Regions from separate parts of the Mus musculus genome. Here regions 2, 3, 4, 5, 6 and 7 are each linked to region 1. The links are chromatin contacts, called in public Hi-C, HiChIP or PLAC-seq and promoter capture Hi-C maps. All regions are on one chromosome and are shown on one strand. The core of a region is the stretch at or near the end of the contact, and the rest is flanking DNA. Distances in the headings are between cores, read along the strand shown.

Evidence for each region. Promoter capture Hi-C pulls out the DNA fragments that hold promoters and counts their contacts. A called contact is a pair of places that touch in the nucleus more often than the background predicts. HiChIP or PLAC-seq counts read pairs in DNA pulled down with a chosen protein or histone mark. Capture Hi-C pulls out chosen DNA fragments and counts their contacts.
Region 2: a contact with region 1 is called in a FOXA1 HiChIP or PLAC-seq map of pancreatic cancer cells. The contact joins the promoter of Slc25a1 here to the promoter of Mapk1 in region 1. A contact is called at or near these places in 1 of 484 Hi-C or Micro-C datasets (CD4 T cells) and 2 of 115 datasets of contacts at active chromatin or transcription factors (bone marrow-derived macrophages and pancreatic cancer cells).
Region 3: a contact with region 1 is called in a promoter capture Hi-C map of liver, with 4 times the contacts expected there. The contact joins the promoter of Spidr here to the promoter of Mapk1 in region 1. A contact is called at or near these places in 3 of 39 promoter capture datasets (liver and pre-B cells) and 2 of 115 datasets of contacts at active chromatin or transcription factors (large pre-B cells and pancreatic cancer cells).
Region 4: a promoter capture Hi-C map of cranial neural crest shows a contact between it and region 1. The contact joins the promoter of Scarf2 here to the promoter of Mapk1 in region 1. A contact is called at or near these places in 2 of 39 promoter capture datasets (cranial neural crest and pre-B cells) and 1 of 115 datasets of contacts at active chromatin or transcription factors (pancreatic cancer cells).
Region 5: a Hi-C map of CD4 T cells shows a contact between it and region 1, with 2.8 times the contacts expected there. The contact joins the promoter of Med15 here to the promoter of Mapk1 in region 1. A contact is called at or near these places in 1 of 484 Hi-C or Micro-C datasets (CD4 T cells) and 2 of 115 datasets of contacts at active chromatin or transcription factors (memory CD8 T cells and pancreatic cancer cells).
Region 6: an H3K27ac HiChIP or PLAC-seq map of extraembryonic endoderm stem cells shows a contact between it and region 1, with 8 times the contacts expected there. The contact joins the promoter of Dnm1l here to the promoter of Mapk1 in region 1. A contact is called at or near these places in 12 of 39 promoter capture datasets (the 3T3-L1 cell line, 3T3-L1-derived adipocytes, the C10 cell line and 6 more), 8 of 115 datasets of contacts at active chromatin or transcription factors (the 230-238 cell line, astrocytes, embryonic stem cells and 3 more) and 1 of 9 other capture datasets (embryonic stem cells).
Region 7: a promoter capture Hi-C map of adipose tissue shows a contact between it and region 1. The contact joins the promoter of Thap7 here to the promoter of Mapk1 in region 1. A contact is called at or near these places in 2 of 39 promoter capture datasets (cranial neural crest and pre-B cells), 2 of 115 datasets of contacts at active chromatin or transcription factors (the SCID.adh cell line and memory CD8 T cells) and 1 of 9 other capture datasets (adipose tissue).

Annotation. Positions count from the first base shown.
Region 1 is chr16:16,981,377-16,985,102 of GRCm38.p6, reverse strand. Mapk1 (mitogen-activated protein kinase 1) reads right to left here and starts at 1,721. Exons shown (of 9, transcript NM_011949.3): 1 at 1,364-1,721. The coding sequence starts at 1,476.
Region 2 is chr16:17,926,230-17,929,955 of GRCm38.p6, reverse strand. It overlaps Slc25a1 (solute carrier family 25 (mitochondrial carrier, citrate transporter), member 1), which reads left to right and starts at 1,737. Exons shown (of 9, transcript NM_153150.2): 1 at 1,737-1,970; 2 at 2,304-2,411; 3 at 2,490-2,589; 4 at 2,664-2,802; 5 at 3,216-3,300; 6 at 3,417-3,521; 7 at 3,652-3,726. The coding sequence starts at 1,877.
Region 3 is chr16:16,145,115-16,148,840 of GRCm38.p6, reverse strand. Spidr (scaffolding protein involved in DNA repair) reads left to right here and starts at 1,990. Exons shown (of 20, transcript NM_146068.4): 1 at 1,990-2,096. The coding sequence starts at 2,064.
Region 4 is chr16:17,795,459-17,799,184 of GRCm38.p6, reverse strand. Scarf2 (scavenger receptor class F, member 2) reads right to left here and starts at 1,903. Exons shown (of 11, transcript NM_153790.3): 1 at 1,658-1,903. The coding sequence starts at 1,806.
Region 5 is chr16:17,721,190-17,724,915 of GRCm38.p6, reverse strand. It overlaps Med15 (mediator complex subunit 15), which reads left to right and starts at 1,969. Exons shown (of 18, transcript NM_033609.3): 1 at 1,969-2,160. The coding sequence starts at 2,093.
Region 6 is chr16:16,357,228-16,360,953 of GRCm38.p6, reverse strand. Dnm1l (dynamin 1-like) reads left to right here and starts at 1,923. Exons shown (of 21, transcript NM_001360008.1): 1 at 1,923-2,190. The coding sequence starts at 2,089.
Region 7 is chr16:17,529,095-17,532,820 of GRCm38.p6, reverse strand. Thap7 (THAP domain containing 7) reads left to right here and starts at 1,769. Exons shown (of 5, transcript NM_026909.2): 1 at 1,769-1,796; 2 at 1,964-2,043; 3 at 2,436-2,591. The coding sequence starts at 1,964.

The sequences.
Region 1 (3,726 bases), core at 472-2,971:
CTTTTTCTCCATTCCTCTTTTGACTTGCAGGTCCAGTTCACTTTTATCTTCGTAATTGTATACTATGAGACATTTTGCTCATAAAAATATAACTATTCATGAGTCTTTTCTTTAAAAAAAAAAAAAAAGAACGTTAATTATTCTATCTTGTTAGCACACTTGGTGAAAACACACCTTTTCTGGCATTTCTAAAATTATGACTATTCAAATTTTAATGCATTTCTGAATAGACTTGTTCATCAGGAAAATATGCCGAAGTCCTGAGATTATTAAATCAAGGAGAGGCCTGTGCAATAGCTCAAGAGCTGAAGCATTTAAAACAGGATCTTTCTACAGCAAAGCTTGATTCTAGTTCTTCGCCCTGTAAAAGGACTTCCTTTCAATACCTTATCTGAAAAAGGCTGTCTTCTCTTTCCTCAAGATAGCTAAGTTAAATTAAACTATCTCAGAGACCTTCGATAAATGAACTTGTTTTAGTTAAAACAATACACTTCAACATTCCACATGCAGGAAATCCTGCAAGTGATCGTGCAAAAACTATTCTTGAACACTGAAACGTTATGGGGAAACGATCACAGTAATCGGGCTAAAACATATGGATACATTCACACTGTTAAGAGAGTACTCTTGAGGGTAACGACGGGATAATTTAAAGTCAAATTAGGACTAACTCCAAATACTTCTTAATAATTCTAGAGTGATGCTGGCTTATCCTTTCTGAAACACAATCGGTATATTTAAATCCATTTTGAAACTTCAAGATTTCAATATGTCCACAACCAACGCTGTGTCATTAACGGTTAAGCCCGAGGCAGAAAGCATCATTAGCGCTACTTAAGATATTTTGTGAATGCTGTTCACGTACACAGAAGAGAAGAAAAATATTTTGGTGCTCAGCACACAAGCCTATTATTCCGTCTTGCAAAACCATGGCCGCCGCCACCACGGACAAGCATCTAATACAATTCCTGGCTTTAATCTAATGTCAAGAGGCGGTGGCTATAATGCTATAAATTAGGAGACACAGTGTACTTCCGTTCCCGTCCCGAGGGAGAAGCCTCGAAAGTACGCGCTTTAAGACCAAGCCCCGGAGTCTTCGAGTCCTGGCCTCAATCGGGGTTGCCCCTCCAACCGCAAACGAGAAGCAGCAGAGGAAGACGAGGAGCAACACCTAAGCCTCGACCGGCTCCAGGACCCCGCCCCAGGGCTCCAGGAGTGAAGGCCAAGAAGCCAGGGGTCCGGGGCGCCGCAGAACGCGAGGCCAAGGCGCGGGAAGGGCCGTGGGTGCGTCCAGATCAGCCACAGGCAGGGGGCACAGGGTGACCGCGTGAGGCCGGGCCTGAAATCCAGCGCGGATACTCACCAAACCATGCCGTAGGCGCCTTCTCCGATGTACGAGAGGTTGGTGTAGCGCGGCCCTACGTCGAACACCTGCCCGCGGACCATCTCCGGGCCCGCCGCCGCCGCCGCCGCCATGTTGGCTGCACAGCCGCCGCCGCCGCCGCCGCCGCCGCGTTCGGTTCGACGCTTCGCGGCTGCCGCTCGACTTATGCTGCGCTTCCCGCAGGAACCGCGCTGCCGCCCGTGTAGCCGCCCCCGCCGGCGATCGGGAACGAGGAAGGAGGACAACACAGAGGAGAGAATTAACCGCCGGTAGAACCACTGCCAGCCTTCCTGCCTGACGGGCGGGCTACGAGTGGGAGGAGGGAAGGGTTCGCGTCGAAGGGCGCTAGGGCGGAGTCAAGGGCGTGCGTGTTGATTGGCTTCTCTTGGTAGAGAGGGCGGAGTCTCGCGGGTCGGCGGAAGCAGCGAGGTGAGGCAGGAGCACTGCGGCTGCGGGGGAGGGACGTCATGTGCGCTCGGAGACCCAAGCGCTGGGTAGCTCTAGAGAGCTAGGTTGGAATTTAGGCATAAGGACCCCACAGAGTCCCACCCACTGTCCTGGTGCTGTGCCTGGTCCAGAACGAACTCACACGGGACCAGGGACTTGGCTTGAGACCAGAGGACTCACTGCACACCAACCACGGGACCCCTGAGACAGACCTCTAAGAATACGTGGCCCACATTGTGCACTCTGATGAACTTAGACCATCAGAGTGGGACAGAAACCAAAAAGCATAACCCAGACCCAGAAAAAAACTTTCACCCTGTAATGAGCATAATTTTAAAAAATGCCTTTTAGACATATAAAACTAGATTAAGCAGGAATCCCACAGCATCCAAGGCTGCTCCTGATCCAGAGCTCAGTGACATCACTCACGCAAGATAACCAGATACAGTCCTAGAACCCCATGATGCCCACTGGACAGAATATAAGCAGAGACCAAAAGCAGTGATTTGCTCTACACATCTGGAGAGATACACCTTGATCTGCTCTGTGGCTAGAGAATCCACTCCCCCCCCCCCCCCCCCCCCCCCGCCAGGGTCCTGATCCTCAAATCAGAAACCTGATCTGAAGCTAAGATAGGTGACACAGGTGACCTTGGGGAGACAGGCTTAGGACTGTAAGAAATTTAGACTGTAAACCTTGCATGATGACCTTCAGCATAATAAAATATAACTTTTGTTATACTAACTACATATATCTACCTTCTTGCCCGTGACACACACCTAACAGTGTGAGACATAAGTAAGCAGAAACCAAAACACAAGACATTGAATCCCCTAATTAGAGGTTTGTTCAAGAAGATTTGCTGAATATCTACGGCACTGGAGCCAGCCATGCTTCCAGAGTGAAAAGACAGACAAAATACAATATTTGCACTTAAGTGTTGTGAAGAAATAAAAAGCCAAGGGAAAGTATAGAGAGCTGTGGGTAGGGACACTGGAAAAAGACATAGAAATTTGGGGACTCGGGTCCAGGTGTTGTGCAACAGTTTCCTGAAGGACTGAAACATTCTATGAACTTGAAACATTCTAACTTGAGGGGAAGCTTCTGAAATAGTAAACTAAAAACTAAAAGCAGCAAGGCGGCATGGTGCCTCACACCTTGATTCCCACCACTTGTGAGGCAGTGGCAGGCAGATCGCTTATGAATTGGAAGCCAGCCTGGTCTACAGAGTGAGTTCCAGGATAGCCAAGAATATGCAGAGAAACCCTGTCTCAAAAAAACAAAACCAATCAAAAAACTCAAAGGAGTTTCAGGAAGTCCTTAAAACTGACCAGATTCACTAGGCCCCTCCCACCAGAGTAAGCAATAAAAGCTGAGAGTCCCTCTGAGATGGAGCTCAGGTGAGCTGCAAAGACTCTTGAGACCAGCTACCTGGAAGAGGCAAAACCCTGCCTGCTGCCTGGTAATGGTTTAGACAAACTTATGCACTCGGAAGGACACTCTTCAACTTCAGCAGCATCCACACTTTGGTCTGTTGTGAGCTCCTGTTTGTAGTGAGGAAACCTGTGTTGTGTCTCCCCAGGAAAAGTTTTGTCACAGATGGGTATACTGAAACACAGCATAGTTAGAATGGCTAAAACATCTGAACAAGATTTAGAAAAAAAAAACCAACCAACCAAACAAAAAAACTTGATGTCATGGGTCCGAACCAGTCACAAACACCACTAAACTGAAGGATGAAATTGGAATCTTAAAGTTGGTGGATGCCCAGACAAAGCAGAGCTAATGAGATTATAAGTGACTACCACTGTCTCCTGAGCCATCCCTGGAAGCAGACTCCTGTGTGGCCAACATGGAGATCTAACTTAGAGACATCAAGTCTGGCCTTCTAGACA
Region 2 (3,726 bases), core at 488-2,987, 940 kb before region 1:
CTGAGAGAGACTGAGCAACAAGAGGGACATGTGGAGAGCACATGAGGGCTGTGCTTTTACTCTAATGTGTGCTAGTGTTTGGCAGTTGGCACCCTGAAGTAGAGAGGGACAAAGGCCATCCATGGCACTGGGCCCTGGTGCCAGATGGGTAGGTAGAGGTGGGAAGGATCCCAGTTGTGACCAAGTGTGGCAGTCATGTGTCTAGAAACACTAGCACAGCCAGCATTTTTCTTACCTCCATGCCCAGCTGTGGACTGCTGCTGTGACCCACCAGGCTCTGGGAGAGTTCCTTCTCACGTGTGCTAGAAAGGGCGTTGAATTGAAAGCCCACCCAGGATTGCATGGAACAAGCCCTCAGAGGCTGTTGTATCCTGAATATACTGGGTGTAGTGAGTACTAACACTGGTGGGAGAGGAGGACAGGATGCCAGCTGGCCTTCACCAGCTGTTGTTACCTGAGCTAAGAGTCCAGTTGTGTGTGTGTGTGGGGGGGGGGGTGTTCCAGCTGCACCTCTAGCCTGGCCAACCTCCCACTGGCCCCCAACTGCCATCCCCATACTCCTTGCCTCCAGACATCTGCTGGCCCAGTGCCTTAGGCTCTGATGAGTGGAATTGATCCTGTTCCTTCTGCCCCTCGACCACACAATGGCATTCAGTACAAGTACTACAACCCACAATCCCCCAACCCGACCCCCCCCCCAAAAAAAACCAGCAGAAGCCAGACTAGCTATAGGCTCTCCTCTGCTATCCTACAGGCTTACCCTATTAATACTCTACAGCGCCTGCCTACAAGGAGCCTCCTTTGAGTGCTTTTGTTTATACTGGGTAATGTGTCCACACCCAACCCTCAACCCATTTAACCTTTTCTGGGAAAGGAATCACAAAGGACTCCAACTGGGAGGTACAATATCTGGGCACTCTGTTTTAGCTAAAGCCCTGTGATAGCTTCTGAGCCAACCCAGAGCTGGGGGAGATCACTGACCACCCCCAGCGACTGCTTCCTTTCAGACAGCAGGGAGGTGGACCCTTAGGCCTCCAAAGGTCTGCAAAGACTCCTGGGAGCTTCACCCCAAGCCGGCTAGGGCTGCCCCCTCCAGGCGGCTTTGAGGATATGTGTGGCAACAAAGACTTCTCAAGACTTTGAGCCTCCTGCCGACCATAAATATTAAAACATGTTTATCAGAGCAAAGCAGCTCTGCCTGGTGATTGTGTGGGTAGGCGGGACAAAGGCCAACTTAATAGGCCCTTCAAAGATTCGCTAGAAACTGAAAGGAAGGGAAACCTGCATTTGTCGGGGGAACCTGCCTAGGAAAATTCTGTTTCCGGACGAATCCGGGAAGGGCAGAGTGATCATCGCACTGCCCGGGAGGGTGCACGAAGGCCAAGCTCTGTTATTACAATAATTCAGAAGACTGAATTCACGCACCGGGGTGGATGTGTCCCTACATCGCCCCCAGGATCTCGAGGCCCACCTTAACCCCAAGGCGCGCTCCAGACGCACGTGTCTCTAAACTGCACCTTGACCCACTGCTACCCGCCTTGGCTTAGCGTTGCTGTCCGGAGACCACGCCTCCGGCGGGGTTCTCCGTCTCCCCGGAATCCAGCACCGGCCATTGGCTGCTCTCAGCTCTCCGCCCCGACGCGTGCCCCAGTGCATCCCGCCCAAGCCTCAGTTTCCCGGCTGGCACGGGGCGTGGCGTGGGCGGGGCTCAGCTCAGGCCACGCGGGGCGGAGCCCGGGAGCTGACGTGACCACCCCGCCTCCCGGACCAGAATTGGTCGTGGTCTCAGTAGCCTCCGGCTCCGCTGCTTCCCGAGAACCCCGCGCCGGAGGCTCGGACCCGAGGTCGACGCCGGGCGCCTCTCCTCCTGCCCGCTATGGCTGCGCCTCGCGGGCCCCGCGCTCTGTCGGCCGCCGCGCCGGGGTCCGGGAAGCCCAAACTGACGCACCCCGGGAAGGCAATCCTAGCAGGTGGGTCACTCGGAACCCCAACTCAGAGCCTGTCCGACAGCGCTTCCGGGTGGGCCGGGGACGCCCAGGCCCCGCCCAACTTCCGGAGGGGCGGAGGTGTCGGGGTTGCGACCCGGGACCCCTAAGTCCACTCGTCTGCTGTCGCTCAGAGTCTCTTGGGCACTCCAGGCGGAGACCACCGGGTGGGGGCGTGGGCATCGTCGGGACGCTGGCAGCGACGCGGGCAAAGTCCGGGCGGGGGAGGGGCCGCGCGGCGGCGGCAGCGGTGGCAGCGGTAGCGGCTGGGTCCACCGGGCAAGGGTGTCCCTAGCCCCAGGCATTTGGTCCCCACAGGCGGCCTGGCTGGAGGCATCGAAATCTGCATCACCTTCCCGACCGAATACGTGAAGACGCAGCTGCAGCTAGATGAACGAGCGAACCCACCGCGGTACCGGGGCATCGGTAAGGAGGGACTCCCGGGGGTGGCTAGGGGGACACTGCGGAGCAGAGGAGCTAGGGTCTTGACCGCGCCTCCCGTAGGAGACTGCGTGCGGCAAACTGTCCGCAGCCATGGCGTCCTGGGCCTGTACCGCGGCCTCAGCTCCTTGCTCTACGGCTCCATCCCCAAGGCGGCTGTCAGGTGAGACTCTGCTCTGTTGAAACGACCCGGAGGGAGTGGCCGCAGCGGGCCCCCTCACATGTCTTCTTCATTAGGTTTGGGATGTTCGAGTTCCTCAGCAACCACATGCGGGATGCCCAAGGTAGGCTCGACAGCAGGAGAGGACTATTGTGCGGTCTGGGTGCCGGCGTGGCAGAAGCAGTGGTAGTCGTGTGCCCTATGGAGACCATCAAGGTGAGGGATTGAGCCTTTCAGGGGTAGCCAGGGTATCTTCGGGCTCCCAGGTTTTAATGGCATGTGCCCCCATGGAGGCTGTCAAGGTGGGAAGGGTCCCCACACATATGCACCAGGTTCGTGGTAAATGGTGGCAGAAAGGGTCTCCTGTGGCGGCTCATGCGTAATAAAAGCATGAGCGAAGTCTTCAAAGCATAACTCACTATTCAAAGTCTAGGAAATAGCAAATGTAACGCTGGGGAAACCCTCTGAGGTCTTGGGGCCTATGTGTAATGGAACTCAAGAACAGCCTAGGGATTTCCTGCAGAAGAGCTGGGAGTCCCCAGCTTTGGCCTAACGTTGGTAAGGTCTGGGTCTGCCAGATAAAGTGCAGATGTGGCCAGGAACCAGGGCCATTGCTTCCTTCCTTTTAGGTGAAGTTCATCCATGACCAGACTTCCTCCAACCCCAAGTACCGAGGATTTTTCCACGGGGTTAGAGAGATTATTCGGGAACAAGGTAAGCCTGGAGAATGGAGACCTGCTAAGTGGGACAGCATCTACTTGAGTGGCTCCCCCTTGACTGCAGGCAGGGCCTGGAAGGCTCCAGCTTGACTCCTGTCTGCCTGTCCCAAGGGCTAAAGGGAACATACCAAGGCCTTACTGCGACTGTACTGAAGCAGGGCTCAAACCAAGCCATCCGATTCTTTGTCATGACCTCCCTACGCAACTGGTACCAAGGTACACCAAACCCTGAGGGCAGCTTATTCCTGGAAGGGCAGGCACACCCTACCCCAGGTTTTTCCTAGCCTCCAAAGCTCCCCTCTGACTTAATCTTCCCAGTATTCTGACTGCAACTTACTCCATCCAGGAGACAACCACAACAAACCTATGAACCCACTGATCACGGGGGTCTTTGGAGCTACTGCGGGTGCAGCCAGTGTCT
Region 3 (3,726 bases), core at 741-3,240, 840 kb after region 1:
TTGTATGAATATTGTACATAACCCATAAAAAGTGATAGGCCTCTGACCCAGTGTATCTGGAACACACTTGTTTGTTTGTTTGTTTGTAGCTCACTCTCATTCTTGGGAGTGTTTCAAATTTTTACATAGACTATATCTGTATTTCTAATCACAGAGCCATGGTCCAATTCATTGCAGTAGGACACAAGAACCTATATACTTCAGCAGGCATTCCTGGAACACTCCAGTAGACCTCACATCTATATCTATAAAAGTTTGGATAGAAATATTCAGGGAAGGTGAGAGTTATAAGAGGAAGTGACAAGCTAGCATTGTATTAGTGCTGCAGAAGGACTACAAACCAATAGCAAAACCACATATTCTAGAAAGACTAAGAAAACTATTCCAAGAGAAAACTAAACTTGGTGTTTCCTTTCACGTAGCCTAAGACAGCCTTGAATTCACTACTTTTGGGAATTTGGGAAAATTGTAATTCTCTAAAATATCAGCCCATGGGAAAAGAAGGGCAGGATTTTTTTTTTTTTTTGCAACTCGGACTTTAAAAACAAACAAACAACAACAAAACAAATATTATTTTGCCATGTGCGGTAGTGCACAGCAGTAATCTCAGCACTCAGGAGGCAGAGACAGGAAAATCTCTGAGTTGAGGCTAGCCTGGTCTACACTGTAAGTTCTAGGATAGTCAGGGCTAAGTAGTGAGAGACCCTGTCTCAACAAACACAAACAAACAAGCTAACCAGTGGAAGAAACAAACAGAAACCCAAAGCAGACAGAAAACCCCACTGTCTTGTGTTACGTCAGTAAGCCAGTCATTTTGTCCTTTTTTCTCCTATGCTGTAGTCCCCCTTTGCAGAATGGCATATCAAAAACTGCTCCACTTGCAGTAGTATTTTTAATTCATTAAGGGCCTTGTTTCCCACTCTGCCTATCTTTCAGTTAGAGAATAAAGTCACCACCCAGGCTCTAAGCTCCTCTTCTGTACACATCTGTAAATACAACTTTCTGAGAATCCTTTCCATTGTCCACTCCAAGTTTTCAACAATATAGTTTATTTAATATTTTCTTCAATATATATCTTTATAGAATATGCCTCCGCTAATCTAGTTTCTACTTAAGTCCCATGCAAACACATTCTTGACAAGGACTTATTTAGTGTTTTTTTCGACACTAGAAACCCTGTTAATCCAGTTTCCACTCAAGTAGCAGCTCTCTGTCCTGCTGGTTTGAACATACATAGACAACTATGTCCTAGCGCTTTAAAACATCCAAGGAACGGCTTCATCTTCCACATTAAAATGTTCCCTGAACCAGCATCTAGAAATTTAAGAATGTAAGCTCTCTGGCTTTTCCCAGATCTATAGTATGTGAAACCTACTTTATAACAAATCCAACTAGTGTTCCTATAGTTTTTTTTTTTAAATAGGAAATCTTTGCTCTTGATATTTATGAATTTTATATTTAAGAATTCCTCATTAGTTAGAGAAGTACTATTCCTTTTCCTGGCTTACTTATGTTTTATTACTAATTAACAATAATTATTGAATTCTAGTTTACGGCTGCCAAGCCAACGACCACCATATCCCAGAACTCACTTGGCTCACCTCCCACCCTTACTTGTGTTACATCATTTTCCATATAAATAAGGAGAACACCCCCTCCTCGCTCTCTTCTCTTCTCTCTCTGCCACTCCCTTATCTCTCCCTCTCAATAAAACCTCTTCACGTTGAACTGCCTGGGCCTAGTGTGCTTCTTGGTGACCCGCTATTCTAACACATCACTGGTTACTGCTCTAAGGCTTTGCTTAGCTAGGAGAGAGGATGACCTGTAGATCAGCTCTCAGGCTCCCTAAAGAGCGAGAGGAAGAGCCTAGACAGCAGCTCCCTCAGTTTGAGCCCGTGGAACTTGAGACGACGGCTTTCGCAAGGGGCGGGGCGCGGGAAGGGGCGTCTCCGGAGGAAAGGGGGCGGGGCGCGGGAAGGGGCGTCGCCAGAGGGAAGGGGGCGGGGCGCGTGATGGGCGGCTTCCGGATGGGGCGGCGAGCAGGAAGACTGTGCACGTAGGAGATGTCTGGAGCCCGCCGCCCCGGCACGTCCAAGGTACGCTGTGCTGTTGCTATGAAAGCAGAGGGCGGGCGTGTAACCTCTGTGGGCTTCTCGTGCCTGTCCCTGGTCCGGTGAAGGGAGCTGGTGCGCCCAGTCTGACCGGCACGAGCCCGTTGGTGGCGGTCGGTCTAGGCAGGGTTCCCTCGCTCTGCCTCTGCCCAGGTCTGCTGAATGGTCCTGGGAACCAAGCGGGTGGGTGGCTGACAGGGAGGACGAATTGATTCGGAGTGAGTGTGAGCTGGCGTCTGGCAGTTCATTTGCCTCCGTTTTATTTTGTTGCTTAACACACCAAGACAGTAGTGGGTATTGGAGTATCTCTTCTGTCCCAGGCATCTTTTGCTACACTTTGCTTTCCCGCCTAAACTTTCTGAGAGGCGTGCTTCTCCCGTGTCTCCCGCAGTCCCTGTATACTGTAGGCACTGTTGTAGGAACTGTTACATGGATGAAATTTAAGCGATCCTCTACATTTCTCCGACATTGTGTTTCTCTTGGATCATATTTTGCCTTTTCAAAGTTCCTCACTTACAGATGATTATTTCATAATACTCAAAATTTAGAACAGCAAACGGTGCTTCATTCCCTCACCTGCTCTTCCTTTCACTAAATGCTAAACTCCCTTAACACTACCATTCGTACTTATTTCTCAGATAGCCTTGAAAGATGACACTGTGAACTTTGTAACTTATTTAGAGAGTAAAAGCACGTATAACTTATGATTTAAAAGACTAATTTAAATTTCAGGAAGACTAAAAGATGAAAAAATCAAGGAATTAAAACATTTCTACATCTAACATAAATTAGTTCTTGCAGCCCTCGATACCCTTGCTAACTGTATACATTTATTTAAGCGTCCCTAAAGTCCTGATTCACTCTTATAGCTGCTCATTCACTTCTCCTAACTGCCCAGCTCCAAATTTTGACTTTGTGCCTATTCTCAACAACTTTTTTTTTTTTTTTTTTTTCGAGACAAGGTTTCTCTGTGTAGACCAGGCTGGCCTTGAACTCAGAAATCCTCCTGCCTCTGCCTCCCGAGTTCTGGGATTAAAGGCGTGCGCCACCACGCCCGGCTTCTTTTCTTTTCTTTTCTTTTCTTTTCTTTTCTTTTCTTTTCTTTTCTTTTCTTTTCTTTTCTTTTCTTTTCTTTTCTTTCTTTCTTTCTTCTTCTTCTTCTTCTTCTTCTTCTTTTTTTTTTTTTTTTTTTTTTTGGTTTTTTGAGACAGGGTTTCTCTGTATAGCCCTGGCTGACCTGGAACTCACTTTGTAGACCAGGCTGGCCTAGAACTCAAAAATCCGCCTGCCTCTGCCTCCCAAGTGCTGGGATTAAAGGCATGCGCCACCATGCCCGGCGCCTTTTCACAACTTTAAGAGTTTGCCCTGGACTGCGATTTTTAGCTGTCACTACAGCATAAAGAAATTACAGTGTGTTATGAAACCATTTGTTTAGCTTATCAGGGCCCTAGCAATTTTTCCTAACTTAGAAATCTGTTGTTTTTGTTATTTCTTTCTGCCCTCTTCATTTTATTAGTTTCCAATAGCTTTTCTTTTCAGTAGTTGTGTTACTTAACTGTTATGTAAAGATTGTCTCAAAAGTGAAGCAGCTTTCCACAAGTATTGCTATCAGGAT
Region 4 (3,726 bases), core at 654-3,153, 810 kb before region 1:
AACTCCATAACCACTTGTGAGACAGGGCACTGGTCTCTGCAGCAGAGACCTTGCACTAACAGGCCTGGAGGCTGTAGGTGCATGGCCTCGAATACGGGTTGAGCTGGCACCTCTCTCTGCTGGACCTCATGCATTGTAACCAAAAGGATGGCCCAGACTTCGGGTGAGCACAGTCCAGAGATCTTTCTTCCCACAAACTCTCCACCCACACTCAGGGCATCCACCCTCATCTCCAGCACCAAGAGCTGAGGCCTATTGCAACCCTATTTTACAGAGATAGAGACAGACCCCGAAAATCTAAGTATTTGCTCAGATCCAGACAGCTGGGGCAGTCTGCCGCCAGAGTATAATGGCAAAGCAGCTGTAGGTTACAGAGGCAGACATCCTCCTGAGAGGTCGGCCAGCGGAAATATTGGAGACCAAGGGTTCCCCAACTCCAGCTCGGAACAGCTTGACCCACCACTGGAGTCCCGTCCCCCAGCCAGCCGGTCGGAGGAGGAGAAGGCCTGGTGCGGGCTGACCGCCCTCCCTAGGCACCGCCCCGCCTGCCTCAGCCGCTGCATTCCTGGGGCCGGGGAGGCCCGGGACGAGGCGGCGGCGGCGATGCGAAGCAGATGGCTAGTCAGGCGCCCCCCCCCCCCCCCGCCTCCGAGGCGGGGCTCGCGGCCGGGAGTGGTCTGTGTCCTCTCGACCCGATTTCGGAAACCGCGCGGTCAGCTAGCAGCCCTCGTCTACTTTGACCCTCCAAAACCCTAGCTGACGTTTCGCACCCCGGGGAGCCGTTTGACCCAGGGTGCCCCCCGGGACCCTAGCCTGGAGTCCCAAAACAGCCTCCCCAGCACTGGCAGAGGCGCCCCACCGTGGGTTCCTCGCCTCTGCAGAGATGCCTTGACTGCGTCGTGGCTCCGACGAGCAGACAGGTCCCTCGGCTTCTGCGCCTACTCAGCCGTCGTCGCTCTTCACCCTCCGCGCAAGCTCCGGGCTCCACTGCTTTCTGGCTGGGCCTGTCCCACACCGGCTTTCCTAGCAAGATCCTCTCAGAGACCCACCTCCGTACACCCAGTGGCCGCCCACAAGGAGCCAACAGGGGTTCCCACGTCCTCCCCATCGCGCGTCCATCATTGTCCTCAAGCACTCCGGTTTCTGGTCCACCGTGAGTGTAGCCTTGTCCGTGCTCACTTTCACCACCATCTTCCTCCCACCCCGCGCCCGCTCTACCAAGACAAATCTGTCCTTCCAAGTCTCGACTGTCCCAGTGCCCAGCTCGCCCAAGGTTGCTCCTTCGCCCTTCTAAACCCCTACTCCAGGCTCAAGCCACTGGCTCCTAAAGCCTATGCACATGCTGTCCCCTCCGAGTGTCCTTGCTTGGCTTAGGGAGTAGCTCCTTTCTCTTCTCCCCTGACATTTTGGACACCACATAGTACCCCTGGGGGCTCCCCACAGTACTCCATTACCCCTCAGGTGATTTCTGGTCCAGCCGGCCCTCGGATGCAGCCTAAGGGCCCAGGCTTGGCCTGGAACCGAGCCCAAGACGCGAGGCAGGCCCGAGGGGCTCGCGTGACCAGTTTAGGGAGGTCCTAGATGGCCCGGACTGAAATGGGGCGCCGCTACCCCCAGCCCGCTTCGCGCCCACGCCTCGGACAGGCCCAGTTCCTACCCGGGCGTGCGGCACACGTTGCGGCCTCGCGGGTTCAAGTCCTGGGGCGCCGCGAGACCGGGCAGCAGCCAGAGCAGCAGCAGCAGTCCCAGCCCTCGGGCTCCCTGGCGCCGCGCCGGCCCGGCCCCCCGGGACCCTGCGCCCTCCATGAGGCGCGGGGCAGGCGCGGGTGGGCGCGGGTGCGGCCGCGGCAAGGGCGGCCGGAAGCGGAGTGCGAGGCCGGGCGGGGGGCGGCAGGAGGGGCGCCGGGCCGGGCAGGAAATTCCACATCGGCTCCCTGATCCTGGGCCAGCGCGGCCGGCCAGGCGGCAGCGCCCGCCCCGCGCGCCAGACCCCACCCTCCGGTCGCGCCTCCGCCCCTTCTTTGCTCGGCCCCCGCCCCCACCTGGCCATGCACGAACTCGGGGGTGAACTTGGTGGAAGCCGGCGAAGCACTGCGGGAAGAAGGAGCTGCGGGATCCTGTGAAGGAGTCCTGGTCCGCGCCTTTTCTCCCCCTTGTCAGAAGCCCTGGAGCCGCCAGGCCCGGGAGCAAAGGGGTCCTGGAGAAGGCCCCGGTTCACACACTGGCCTTCGGCTGGAGCTAAGAACCCCTAGTTGTTCTATGGTGTGCCATTAGCATCTCTTGATCTCCTGCAGCATGCAAGATGTAGACAAAGACCTGTGGGAATGAACTGGAGACCTAGGGAAAGGAGCTCTCTGAGGAAAAAGCCTGGAACAGAAGGAAGCAGTGATGGTCTTTGATATAATGAGGAGGTAAAGACAGGGAAGGGGACACTGGAGATGAAAACTGAAACTCAGAAGTCCTCTCAAGGGGTAGGAAGGAACTGGGTGCCCAGGGCATGTATTCAGCTTGAGAAGGCTATTGGCTCCTAAGAAGGAGAAGTTCAGAGAGTGAAATCAAGGCTTAGAATGGAGACCCCCCTACTACATAAGGACAACCAGGGCCACTAAGTAGATTGCTCTGTCTCTACCATACCCACTTTTGTCTCCTGATCTCCTGAGCACCTCATTCCCTAAACAGCTGTCAAAGTGAGCCTTGTCATGTAAGCAGAACCAGAAGTCTTCGGAGTCAGAAAGCTTCCTTTACCAGGAACCTCTAGCCTGACCTTAGTATGACATCAGCAAGCCTGTCAAAGGAGCTGCAGAATCAGTGTCCATCCTAGGGACGACTTGGACTTGGCTAAAGATATCCTTCCTCCAAGTCTCTACACAAGCTTAAGGATAAGACCCCTGGGCCAGGAGGCAGCTTGGGCAGGGGCCCTCTGTTAACCCTTTACTGTTCTCACCAGTAAAGCTCTTCTCTCATCCCTGCCTTGAATCACTGGCTTCACCCAGGCAGAGCAGAACACAGTACTTATGGTTACCACAGCCTAGGTCAGACAGGAGATGGTTGGAGCTGCATGGGTCCAGAAAAGACAAAGCAGGAGAGACCCTGAGGCAGACTGCTCCAGACTGCAGGAGTTCACACACCTTTGTTGGCAGCCTGGTCCCACCAAGGTGTGTGTGCTTCTGACTTGAGGGAAAGGTTAGACAATATCTTCCTGGGCAGCCGGCAGAGGGCACCTTGCGTATGAGGGACAGGTGGTGTAGACAGGGAGCCTGAAGGACTGAGCCGGAACCAGAGCAGTGGACAGGCCCAAGGCCATAGATGTTAGCAGGCTGGCGGGGAGGGGAGGACCTCAGGCCTCTCCTCAGCCCTCTCAGCCTGGCTAGGCTGGTGGCGCAGGGGAGAGGTGGAGTGGGTAAAAGGAACAGTCTTCCCATGTGGTCACAAATGCAAATACTTCTCAGCAACAAGTAAATAAGCCAACCACTTCTGGGAAGCTGAGGGTGAGTACAACCCTGCCCTCAGCAGTGGCCTCCCCAAGGAGGCTCCCCAGGCTGTTAGAAGCAGAGGTTCCTGTAGTTGCGTGGTTCAGCTGGGGCTTTCTAAGTACTGACCTGAGGAGAAGCCTCAGCTGGGCCACGTCCCAATGGCATCAGCCTATCCTCTTCCCATAGACCAATTCCCATGCTTGATGGCTATGAAGGGCACAACCTAATAGCAACCTGACTTCATGTTCATTAC
Region 5 (3,726 bases), core at 720-3,219, 740 kb before region 1:
TCCTATTCTTAAAAAAAAAAAAAAAAAGATTTAGATAAAGAACCTGAATTAGCTTTCTCCAGCTGTACTGCCAAATTTTGCCTCTCAAGGACTGGGATTAAAGTGGTGTACCACCATGCCTGCATCACCATGCCTGTATCACCATCACCGTGCCTGCACCACCAAGCACCACCATGCACCATCATGCATCACCACGCCTTCATCACCATGCACCACTATGTACTACCATGCCTGCACCACCATGCACTACCATGTCTTCATCACCATACACCACCATGCCTGAACCACCATGCTTGCACCACCATGCACCACCATGCCTCCACTACCATGCACTACCATGCACCACCATGTCTTCAGCACCATACCTGCACCACCATGCATCACCACGCACCACCATGCTTGGTGGTTTTGAATTTTCTTTTTAAGTTTTGTCATACTCAGTTTTTTTTTTTTTTTTTTTTTTTTTTTTTTTTTTTTTTCTTTTTTCCGGAGCTGAGGACCGAACCCAGGGCCTTGGGCTTGCTAGGCAAGCACTTTACCACTGAGCTAAATCCCCAACCCCCATACTCAGTTTTTTAAAGACTTACTTATTTTATGTATATGAGTATATTGTAACTGTCTTCAGACACACCAGAAGAGAGCAATAGATCAATGCTCTTAATGGCTGAGCCATCTCTCCAGCCCCCACACTCAGGGGTTTTTTTTTTTTTTTAGATTTATTTATTTATTTATTTCATGTATATACTGTAGCTGTCTTCAGATATTCTGGCACACCAAAACAGTACATTGGATGTGAGCCACCATGTGGTTGCTGGGAATTGAACACAGGACCTCTGGAAGAACAGTCAGTGCTCTTAACCTCTGAGCCATCTCTCCAGCCCTGACACTCAGTTTTTAATTCATTTGTGTTTAAGACTTTTCCAAAGGCCAAAAGTTTTTTTTTTTAAAGGGTGCTTTCTTCTATAATAATAAACACATGTATTTTATTTATTTCTTTATTTGTCTATTTATTTATTTATTTTGGGGTTCATTTTGGGTGTTGTTTGTTTTTGTTTGTTTGAGACAATGTGTCTCTACATAGGCCCTGGTTGTCCTGGAACTCAGTATGTAAACCAGGCTGCCTTGAATTCAACAGAGATCTGCCTGCCTCTGCCTCCCAAGTGCTGGGACAAACAAAGTTCTAAAATGAGGCCTTACATATTGTTGGAAAAAATGAAGACTTACAAAATTGGTTAGTTACCTTGTAATCTCTACTCTAAACTTAAATCATATAAACATTGAAAGGTGAACTCGAGACACATAAGCCCAGCAACAATTATCCACTTAGACCAAAATGTCCTGTATTAAGGGATGCACCACTAAGAAGCAAGGAATATGAACCACAGAGAAAACATTAACAGAAATAATGCTTTTGCTTTCCTTTTAAATATGGAGCTTAATGATTCAATGAGCAGAGATCCTAAACCTAACATTGCTTGTTGGTGAAATACTAGCTTTATTTTGATGACTGTAGAATGTACATATACTTATGTACACTTAACATATGTTAGAAATTAAAATCTCAATATTTAAATACCAAATTTATTTAAAATACCAAAAATATGTTATACATTAGCAATTATCCCAACACTGGCAACAAAATATACATAGACTCTGTATGTGTGTCTGTGTGTGGTGTGTGTGTGTCTATGTGTCCGCATGTGTGTCTCTCTCTGTCTCTGTATCTGTCTCTGTGTCTGTCTTTCTGTCTCTTTTTTCTGTCTTTCTCTCTGTTTCTGCCTCTGTCTGTGTTTCCGCCTCTGTATCTCTGTCTCTCCCTCTGTGTCTCCCTCTCCCCCTCTCCCCCTCTCCCCCTCTCCCCTTCTCCCTCTTCCCCTCTCCCCCTCTCCCCTTCCTCTCTTCCTCTCTCTTTCTGTGGCGCGCATGCGTATACAAAAGCAAGACTTCATTTCCCACAATTCTTCCTGTACTTCCGGCGTGGCCCAGTAGCGGGATCGCTCGGCTTCCGGGTTCGGGCCTGTCGCTGTGGTAGAGGCGGCGGCGCCGGGGGTGGCCGGTAGGGACTCGGGCTACAAGAGTAGGGGCTCCGGGCATGGACGTTTCGGGGCAGGAGACCGACTGGCGTAGCGCCGCCTTTCGGCAGAAGCTGGTCAGCCAAATGTGAGTGTGGCCTGGGGCAAGGACCGGTGGTCGGACCTTCCGGGCGGGGAGGGTGAGGCCGGGCTAGACCCGCTCTTGACCCTGGTCAGAAGCTGCGGTGTCCGCTGGGTGCCGGGGACGTACAAGGGTCCTCCTGGAGTCTCTCTGGCCTTTCTCGGCAGACAGGGACTGCTGGCTAGTTTTTCTGGGGAGGAACTCTGCAAACCCAGCTAGTGCCCTGGCTAGTGAGTCATCGTCCTGAGCCGCCTCGTCATTTGTGTGCAGATTTTCCTTTGCTTCGATTCGCACCGAATATAGAAAGAGAATGAGGCAGCCAGAGATTTTACACGGGTGCCGCGTGGCTTCTTTTATAAAATAAATAAATAAAACGAAAACCACATCAATGAGTTGGAGGAGGCTGGAAGGAAGGTAAATTGGAAGATTGATGTGTTTGGGTTGTAGGCAGTGGAATAGAAGAGTGCTCCGGTTTCTTCCACAAGGTGTGTCAACTTGGCCAAAGGGTAGCAGGAAATAGCTGTGGGAACTTCGGGAGTGAAGGGCAGGGATGCCCTCTGCCCACGGAGCACTGCAGAGTGCTTGTTGCACTTAGCCATTTTACTGAGTTTCCTAAAGTGTTCAGAAAATTGCCTGTGGCACAGCTTTTCCCCTGAGGGTTGGTACTGTCTGTCTGTAAAGAAACAGTACAGTCGTGCCAATGCTCAGTCATTTTTGTGGGTGCTAAAGTGTCAGTTGAGTAGACTGGAGCAGCCTCGAGTAGGTGACAGATTGAGCTCTAGAGAGAAAAGTAGGAGGGTGACAGGCCACCATTCCCAGCAGATGATTGTGAAAGCATCAGGATGGACGGCTGTAGGTGGAGAGTTCTGGGTCTTTGAAGCAAAGTAGTCAAGGATACATCATGAGGATGAGCAGATGCTGGCATGGTTAGTGTTGGGTGTTTTGGGCAAACAACTTGTACCCGTGGTTTTTTGTTTGTTTGTTTGTTTGTTTTTTAGTTTTTCGAGACAGGGTTTCTCTGTGTAGTCCTGGCTGTCCTGGAACTCAGAAATCTGCCTACTTCTACCTCCCAAGCGCTGGGATCACTGCCCGGCCCTTCCTCCAGTGTTTTACACGTGGTCTGCCTTGAGGTGGTGCAGCATTAGTGTTGGGAAGGCCCCTGAGTCCCTGGAGATGAATTAGGGACCCAAGAGAGGCCAAATAGGCAATTTGGGGAGTTTTTTTCCTTTGGAAGGGTTGGTGGGGGTTCTGTCTTTTTTTCATTTAGATCATATGGTCTCATGAGTTGATTGTAGAAGACTTGGTTGGCAGAGATCATAAAGACCAGTATTAAGTGCTGAACTTGAAAGAGGAAGACAGATTCCAGAGAAAGAGGAATGAATATGTGGACAATTGGTGACTAACTGGATGGAGGGGGTGGGGTGGGGTGGGGTGGAGTGAAGCAATGGACTAAATCGGGGAAGCATCAGTACAGTGGAGGGAGTGGGTACTGTGTCAGTGGCTTGGTACCGCCGCACAATAACCCTTGCACGGTTTTGCAGACAGTTCAGCAAACAAGTGTTTTGTTTCTTA
Region 6 (3,726 bases), core at 674-3,173, 620 kb after region 1:
TGGAGATAGTACCTGCACCTGAGTTAGGAATGGGGGCCTGTGTCTACTTTCAGATTATCTTTGTGTGTGTGTGTGTGTGTGTGTGTGTGTGTGTGTGTGTGTGTGTGTGTGTGTAATAATATTTAGGCCTCATCCCTTCCTGTTTCTTTCCTCTTATGTCTGATTGCTCTGGGCAATCCTGGCAGTAATGTACTGGTAGACTTTCTTAAGCACTGCCTGTGGGATTATTTTTTCTCTTACAAAAAGCTACATGATAATATATAAGACTATATGTGTTCTGTTACCAGAGAAAAGATAATTTGAGTAGGAACATATACCATACCAATCTATGACATGTTGGCTTTGGTAATATGTATGTATATCAATTTTACCAAACTAGCTCTTAGCACACAGTAAAAGACAAAGGAAAATCAAGTATAAATGCATCATTTTTCCTAGGGTACTTTATTTATCTCTGGCTAGGCTGGAGCTCACTATGGAGACAATAGAGCTGACTCTTGCCTCTGCCTTCTCAGTCTGAGGTTACATATATGCTGCTGCACTTGGTTTTGGATTCTGAAATCTTTGTTTTTAAAAGACAAAAGGGAAGGTCACAACATTTGCCAAGATGTCCAAAAATCACTTCTGGATCTTCAGAGTCTTTCATTTATGTGTTTTTCAAAACTTATTAACCAGCCACCATCTGTGTTCTGAACAGTAAAGCCTGTCTCCTATGGCATATGTTGCAGGTGAATGGTAAGTAACCCCTCCAGTTATACAATCCACAACTTTGTGACTATGAGTGCTCATGGCTATCATGAATAGATAGCAACAAGTTTTGCTTGGCTTTTCACTCCTCTCAGGCTGGGGAGTTTGTGGCTCTGAGTTACTGTTTTATTTATGTTTAACAGTCTTAAAATCCAGTATATTGTGATTATTTTGGTACCCTCATTACCCTCTGATATTCCCCCTTCCTTTCTAGGACTCCTTCTTCCCACCTATTAGTCCTAGTGGGTATACTAATAGAAAAAGCTAATCCCCAACTCCAGCAAACATTCACAGTTACTGCTCCTTTAGAAAGAATGGAGCTTCATGGGCACCTCCTGTTTCTATGATAGATAGCTGGAGGGCCCAATCTTGTGCAGGTATATAGTGCTATGTATTCAGGCTACAACTACAGCTTTGTAAGTAGATGACAGCTGCTCAATCCTTGGTTTCTTATATTCTTTCTGCCTTCATTTCTGCATTGTACCTTAAGTCGTAGTTGGTGTGTGTGATACGAATGTCTAGTTCTAAGGGCTTATCATTCACTCTCAGAACTTTGACCAGATAAACTCTCTTGGTGGGTAGGCTGGAGCGGTAGAAATGTCTGGAGACATTCTTTTAAGTTTTCCTATAGTTTCCTTGATTGCTCTTCATAAAGTAGTACTTCTCATAAGGAAATGACATTGGTTAATTAATAGACTCTATCCCTATTTTGGAAGGGGGGGGGGGTTCGAGACAGGGTTTCTCTGTGTAGCCCTGGCTGTCCTGGAACTCATTCTGTAGACCAGGCTAGCCTCGAACTCAGAAATTCGCCTGCCTCTGCCTCCCAAGTGCTGGGATAAAGGCATGCGCCATCACTGCCCGGCGACTCTATCCCTTCTTATAAACACAGGATTTCACTATGTAGTACAGACCTTGTTAACCTTTTGTCTAAGTCTTCCATGGTTGTCCATAAAATTGGTGTGTCCCAACTCCTGGAGGCATACTCATACATAACACTCTAACAATCATTATTCATCTAGCTGTTAGCTAGCATTTTGACTATAGTAGACTCAGATTCACGGTCTCAGCTTCCTTACCCGCCCAGTTCAGGTCGATACCTGAAACCTTCTAGAATAGGCCTTCGCGTTCCACTCAGCCTGAACTACATCTCCCGGCAGCCTTTGCGCGCCCACCTCTGTCGTGGCGCGTGGCCTGCCGGGAGCGGGCTGGGTGCTGGCCCGGCCCAATGGGTGCGGGCTCCCGAGGAAAGGGCGGAGGAGAAGAGGAAGCAAGCGGGCTGTGGGTCGAGTCCCCATTCATTGCAGTGGCCTGCTGGGTTGGGGGTCCAGTGTTTCGGGGGTCATGGAGGCGCTGATCCCGGTCATCAATAAGCTGCAGGACGTCTTCAACACAGTGGGTGCGGACATCATCCAGCTGCCTCAGATCGTCGTAGTGGGAACGCAGGTAAGATGAGGCCGCGATTGCGAGGCCTGGCTCGGCCGCAGGCCTGCAGGTGTCGCCAGGAGGAGGCCGGCAGCTCGGCGCTCCGCTCTGCTCCCGGGCGCTCAGCGGGACTGAGTGGCCCTGCAGCCTACAGCCCGGCGCGGCTTGGCCCAAGGGCACTCGGGGGACGCGCGGGCGGGCGTGTGGGCGGCTGTCGCTTCCTTCCGGCCGCTGAGGACGCGACGGACTCAGGAGTTGCTGTGAGCAGACAGGCAGCAAGCTAGTGGTGAGTCGGTGGCCCACGGAGCTATTACAAAGTAAAAATAAGATTAAAAGAAAATCCCGGGTGTAGTTGGAGGCCTAAAGTTAGGAAGGAGCACCATGACTTTGGTGTTTGTAATTTTGTTACTGTGACCCAAATTTGGTATAAGGTTCTCAGGCCTTATGTGGGGTATTGGCGATAAGTCCAAATTTTGTATGAAAGAATGTTGAATAGATATCTAGAATAGCAGAGATATGTGAGTTTCATTTTTTAAAAAAATGCCTGCTTTGAACTGAAGAGGAGCAACAGAACTTTAGGGGAGGAGGGCGTTTTTTGTTGGTTTTGTTTGTTTTAATGTTTGTGAGTACGCCGTCGCTGTCTTCAGACACACCAAAAGAGGGCATCAGATCCCATTATGGATGGTTGTGAGCCACCATGCCACCATGTGGTTGCTGGGAATTGACTTCTGGAAGACCATTCAGTGCCTCTATCCTCCTGGGGAGAATTGTTTTGTTTTGTTTTTGTTTTTGTTTTTTTTTGGGGGGGGGGCGTCGAGACAGGGTTTCTCTGTATAGCCCTGGCTGTCCTGGAACTCACTTTGGCCAGGCTGGCCTCGAACTCAGAAATCCGCCTGCCTCAACCTCCCGAGTGCAGGGATTAAAGGCGTGTGCCACTACACCTGGCGAGAATTGTTTTTGAGATGAGCCCTACTCTGTACTTCAAGCTGGCTAAGAATTTACCTTGTTACCTGAATTGGCTGAAACTCATAGCACTCCCCCTGCTTCAGCTCCCTTGACTGAAAAACTACCATGCCCAGAATTTTTTTTTTTTTTAATTTTTATGATGTGAGTGTTTTCCCTGGTGCTGGTTAGAAGAAAGTATATGATCCCCGAAACTGGAGTTACAAATGATTGTGAGATGCCATGTGGGTGCTGGAAACCAGGTCCTCTAAAAGAGCAGCCTTTGCTCTTAACCTCCAAGCCATCTCCCCAGCCCCTTTATAAACATACTTTTAGGTGCTCCCATTTGTTAATATTCTTTTCTTCTGAGGTGATGGGTGATTTCTCTGTTTTCCATGGGTTGTATGGCTACATCTTAACTACAGAAAGTGTATAAATATTATAAGAAGAAATAAATTAGAGGATATCCATATACTTCAAACCATCCTGTAGTTTATTATTATTATTGGCCTTTAAATATTTAAAGCAGTAGGAATTATTTTGGGGCCATTTGCTGGGTTGGCATAGATAGTTTTCGGACAGTCATGTCTGCATAATCCAGCATTAACACTTGAT
Region 7 (3,726 bases), core at 520-3,019, 550 kb before region 1:
TCCTCTGCATCCTGAGACCACCAGTGATCAACGCCCAGTCGGGAGCAAAGGACCCACATCTGGGGCTCAAACAGGGATGCTCGGAAGATGGCAAGGATTTCCTTCTGAGGGACATCAGCATCCCAACCTGAGGATCCTCAGCTGGTTCTTCCTTCTTCCTTTACCTTCAATTTGAGGCATCGCAAGGGACTGACTACGGTGAAGGGGCAACTTCTTTTGGTCGGGGCTAGCCTTGAACAGGCTGAATCAGACCTTGTTTTACCACAGTTGCCTAGCCCACCTAGGGTGGAGTCTTCTAACCTAGGTGAAGTCTATTGTCTGGCCACATCTTGTGGAGGAGCGCCCTGAAGACTGCCCCTAGGTGGAGCTCACTGCCCTTGAACAGGCCATTGAGTATATTAGAAAATGACCTGCCACATCCACACACACCCTCTTTATGCCCCACTGATGCCTTATGCCCCCTCCTGCCTCCCTCACACCCTAAGAACACTCATAGAACTCTTGAAGGCTCTTTGTCTTCTACCTCCCACACCCACCAACTATGTGAAATTAGAGATTCGTCCAAACTTCAGCACAAATAAAGTAACACCTGGGTTTTCCATGTTTTCAACTCACTTACTCTCTGCCCCTACACTGGTATCCCTACTGGGCCAATGAATTAAAAGAGGTTAGACAATCAAAAGGAGGATGGTACTCATGCACCCTGGGCCAAATCCATTCTTCTGAGTCTTGTGCAGCTCTAAGTACACTACTGAGCCAGCACATCGGTTGGTCCTTCTTGCCCCCTATTCCTTCAATGGGAGGCTTTATATAGGGATGAATGCCTCCAACAGATCAGGAAAAATCAAAACCAACTAAATAGGGGCTTCGATGACCTTTTCAGCCAAGACAACTCCTCTACAGGAGCATAACAGGCTACCCAACCTCGCCGGTACTTAGATCAAGTATGCCTTTGTGCCCTTCAGGCCTGGAGTCCCATAACCTCCCCTTCTGCATCCCAAGATTGTAATTGTTCACCTCTCTTCCCCCAGCAGAAACCCAAGGAACCCATTTCTGACTTTGTTCCTGCTACAAAAGTGAGCCTAGAATGTAAAACGCCTGATCCTGTGGTCAGAGAAATCCCCCTTCAAAGCATCACTGGGGAAACCGTGCTCTCGGAACACACCGGCTAGCGTCTCAGGGTTTGAAAAATGAACATTCCGATAACTGGACAGTTGCTACTTAGTATATTGGGACGGCCTCCCATAAGGTCACTATCTTCACCCAGGCCTTTACAAGGCCATTAAAAGAAAATGTTCTAAATGTGTCGTTAACATTTTATTTTGTGCATGTATATGGGGATCAAAGGACAATTACTGGACGTTGGTTCTCTCCTTCCAGCAGGTTGCGTCCTGGGGATCAAATTCAATCTTCAGGGTTGGTAGCAAGTGCTGAGCCACCAGTCCGTGGCCGAGTTCTTTCAGTAAAGAGCCCAGGTTTTTCTTGGTGGTGGATCTTTTTCAACCAGAGTGTGCGCGTACGTTGTTCAGGGAGCAGTACAGACCACACCCAGCTGCTTCGTCCAAACGACAGACGCTCAAACAAAACAGGGACCCGAAACTACAGATGCAGAAACCTCAACTCGGGAGCGACGATCGCCATCCCTCACTCCCAACATCCGGTGGCCCGCCCCGCCAGGATCTCTTCCGGTCCCGCCCCTTGGGGGCCCGCGCCACGGGCGACGGAGTATCTCTGCTCCCAACTTCCGCGTCGATCCACCCATCGCGAGATTTTGGCGGCGCAGCAATGGCAAGACCGTGAGTACCGCTGACGGGAGTCTATAGAACGAGCTAGGACAAGACTGGTACGGGGTCGGGCCTCGGGGAGCCGACCGGCTCGGGCCCTCTGGAGGGAGTGACAGTTGGGCGTGAAGACAGTCCTCCCCCGACTGCCGCCCACCACCCAGATCCCGCCCCTTCCCCAGATGCCGCGACACTGCTCCGCCGCCGGCTGCTGCACACGGGATACGCGCGAGACTCGCAACCGCGGCATCTCCTTCCACAGGTCAGCGCGCGTGCGTAGTGGCACGCGAGGGCTCATAGCGCAGGCGCCGGTGTTGCCGCACCTTAGGCCTCGCAGGAGACGGCGCTTTCCCGAGGTCGATGTGAGGCTTGAACTTGTGAGCGGGAGGGTGACAGGGAAGGGCGCATAGTCTCGAGTCCAGCCGGAAAAAGGACTGGACGCTTACCTGGCTTGGATTTACAGCTCCGACTCATTCCTGCTAGATGATGCTGAGCCGGCCCCTTTCTTTCTCTCGTTCTCAGTTTCTCCTTTCCCCCAGCGGGTGGTAATCTGAAAGGGTCGCGGGGAGGTCTGCCATTCTTGCTTGGGGAGCTTGGGCATCCTGAACGCAGGACTGTAGACAGTCTGGTGCTCACGGTTTTGTGGCTCTGCAGACTTCCCAAGAAAGACAACCCCAGGCGCGGCTTGTGGCTGGCCAACTGTCAGCGGCTGGACCCCAGCGGCCAGGGCCTGTGGGATCCGACCTCTGAGTACATCTACTTCTGCTCCAAACACTTCGAGGAAAACTGCTTTGAGCTGGTGGGAATCAGGTGGGTCTTTCTGCCAGCTAACACCAGGACAGGTTGTGAGGCATCAGAGCAGTGGGTCAAACGAGGCAGCTCTTTGCCCTGGTGGAGTCCATGCACATCCGCTGGCATGCTCAGAGACAAGCAGACCAGTTGTCAAGCGTGCCAAGCCTCTTTCCAGTTTTGTACAGTTAAAGCATGATCCCAGGATCACTGTGCCAGTGACATTAGAGAAAATCAGGCTTTCCAGGCTGGGGAAATAGCCCCCTTTGCTAAAGACGTGGTATGCAAGCATTAGGACCTGATTTCAGATTCAAGGACCCAAATAAAAAGCCACATGTGATTGCTTGTTCCTTTAATCCCAGTCCTGGAGAAGACAAAACAAAAAGGGGATCCCAAGGACTTATGGAAAAGCTAGTCTAGATGAGTTGTTGAGCCCTGTGTTGAGTTGAGAAACTTGTCTTTAAAAAAATAAGGTGGAAGGGCTGGAGAGATGGCTTAACCATTTTAGAGCATTACAGAGGACTGGGGTTCAATCTACCTCTGAGGGCACGGGTACACATATGTACATGCAGGCAAAATATTCATACACATCAGTAGAGCTGGCTCAGAGGTTACGAGCACTCACTGGCTGTTCTTCCAGAAGACCTGTGTTCATTTCCCACCACCCACATAATGGCTTATAGCAGTCTGGAACTGGAACTGGCTCACTCCAGTTCCAAGTGATCCTTTATCCTTTTCTAACCTCTGTAGGTACTAGGCACGCATTCGGTGAACAGTCATAGGCAAACACTTATACACATAAAAATAAAAAAGGTTTTTAAGGAAAAAAATCTTTAAAAACAAAGGTAGAGAATGATTAAGGAAGTCACCTGAGGTTAGCCGCTCCATGCAAAAGAAAAACAGCTTTTTCATAGGATGGTTAGCACCTAGTTCTTCCAGCCGTCCACCTATCCCTGCTGGTGGGTTCTCCATTCACCTTAACCCGGGAAGCTCATTCACAGGGAAGATGAGTTTGATTTTACCACACGTGGCATTCTTGAGATTGCTACTGGCAGTGTGCCTTGGGGCCTTTCTCATCCCTAGAGGTCCTACGCCTCTGCAGGGCCTTATGTGGGGAATCAGGGGACGTGGCAGCGTTCTTTTCTCCAGCTCATCT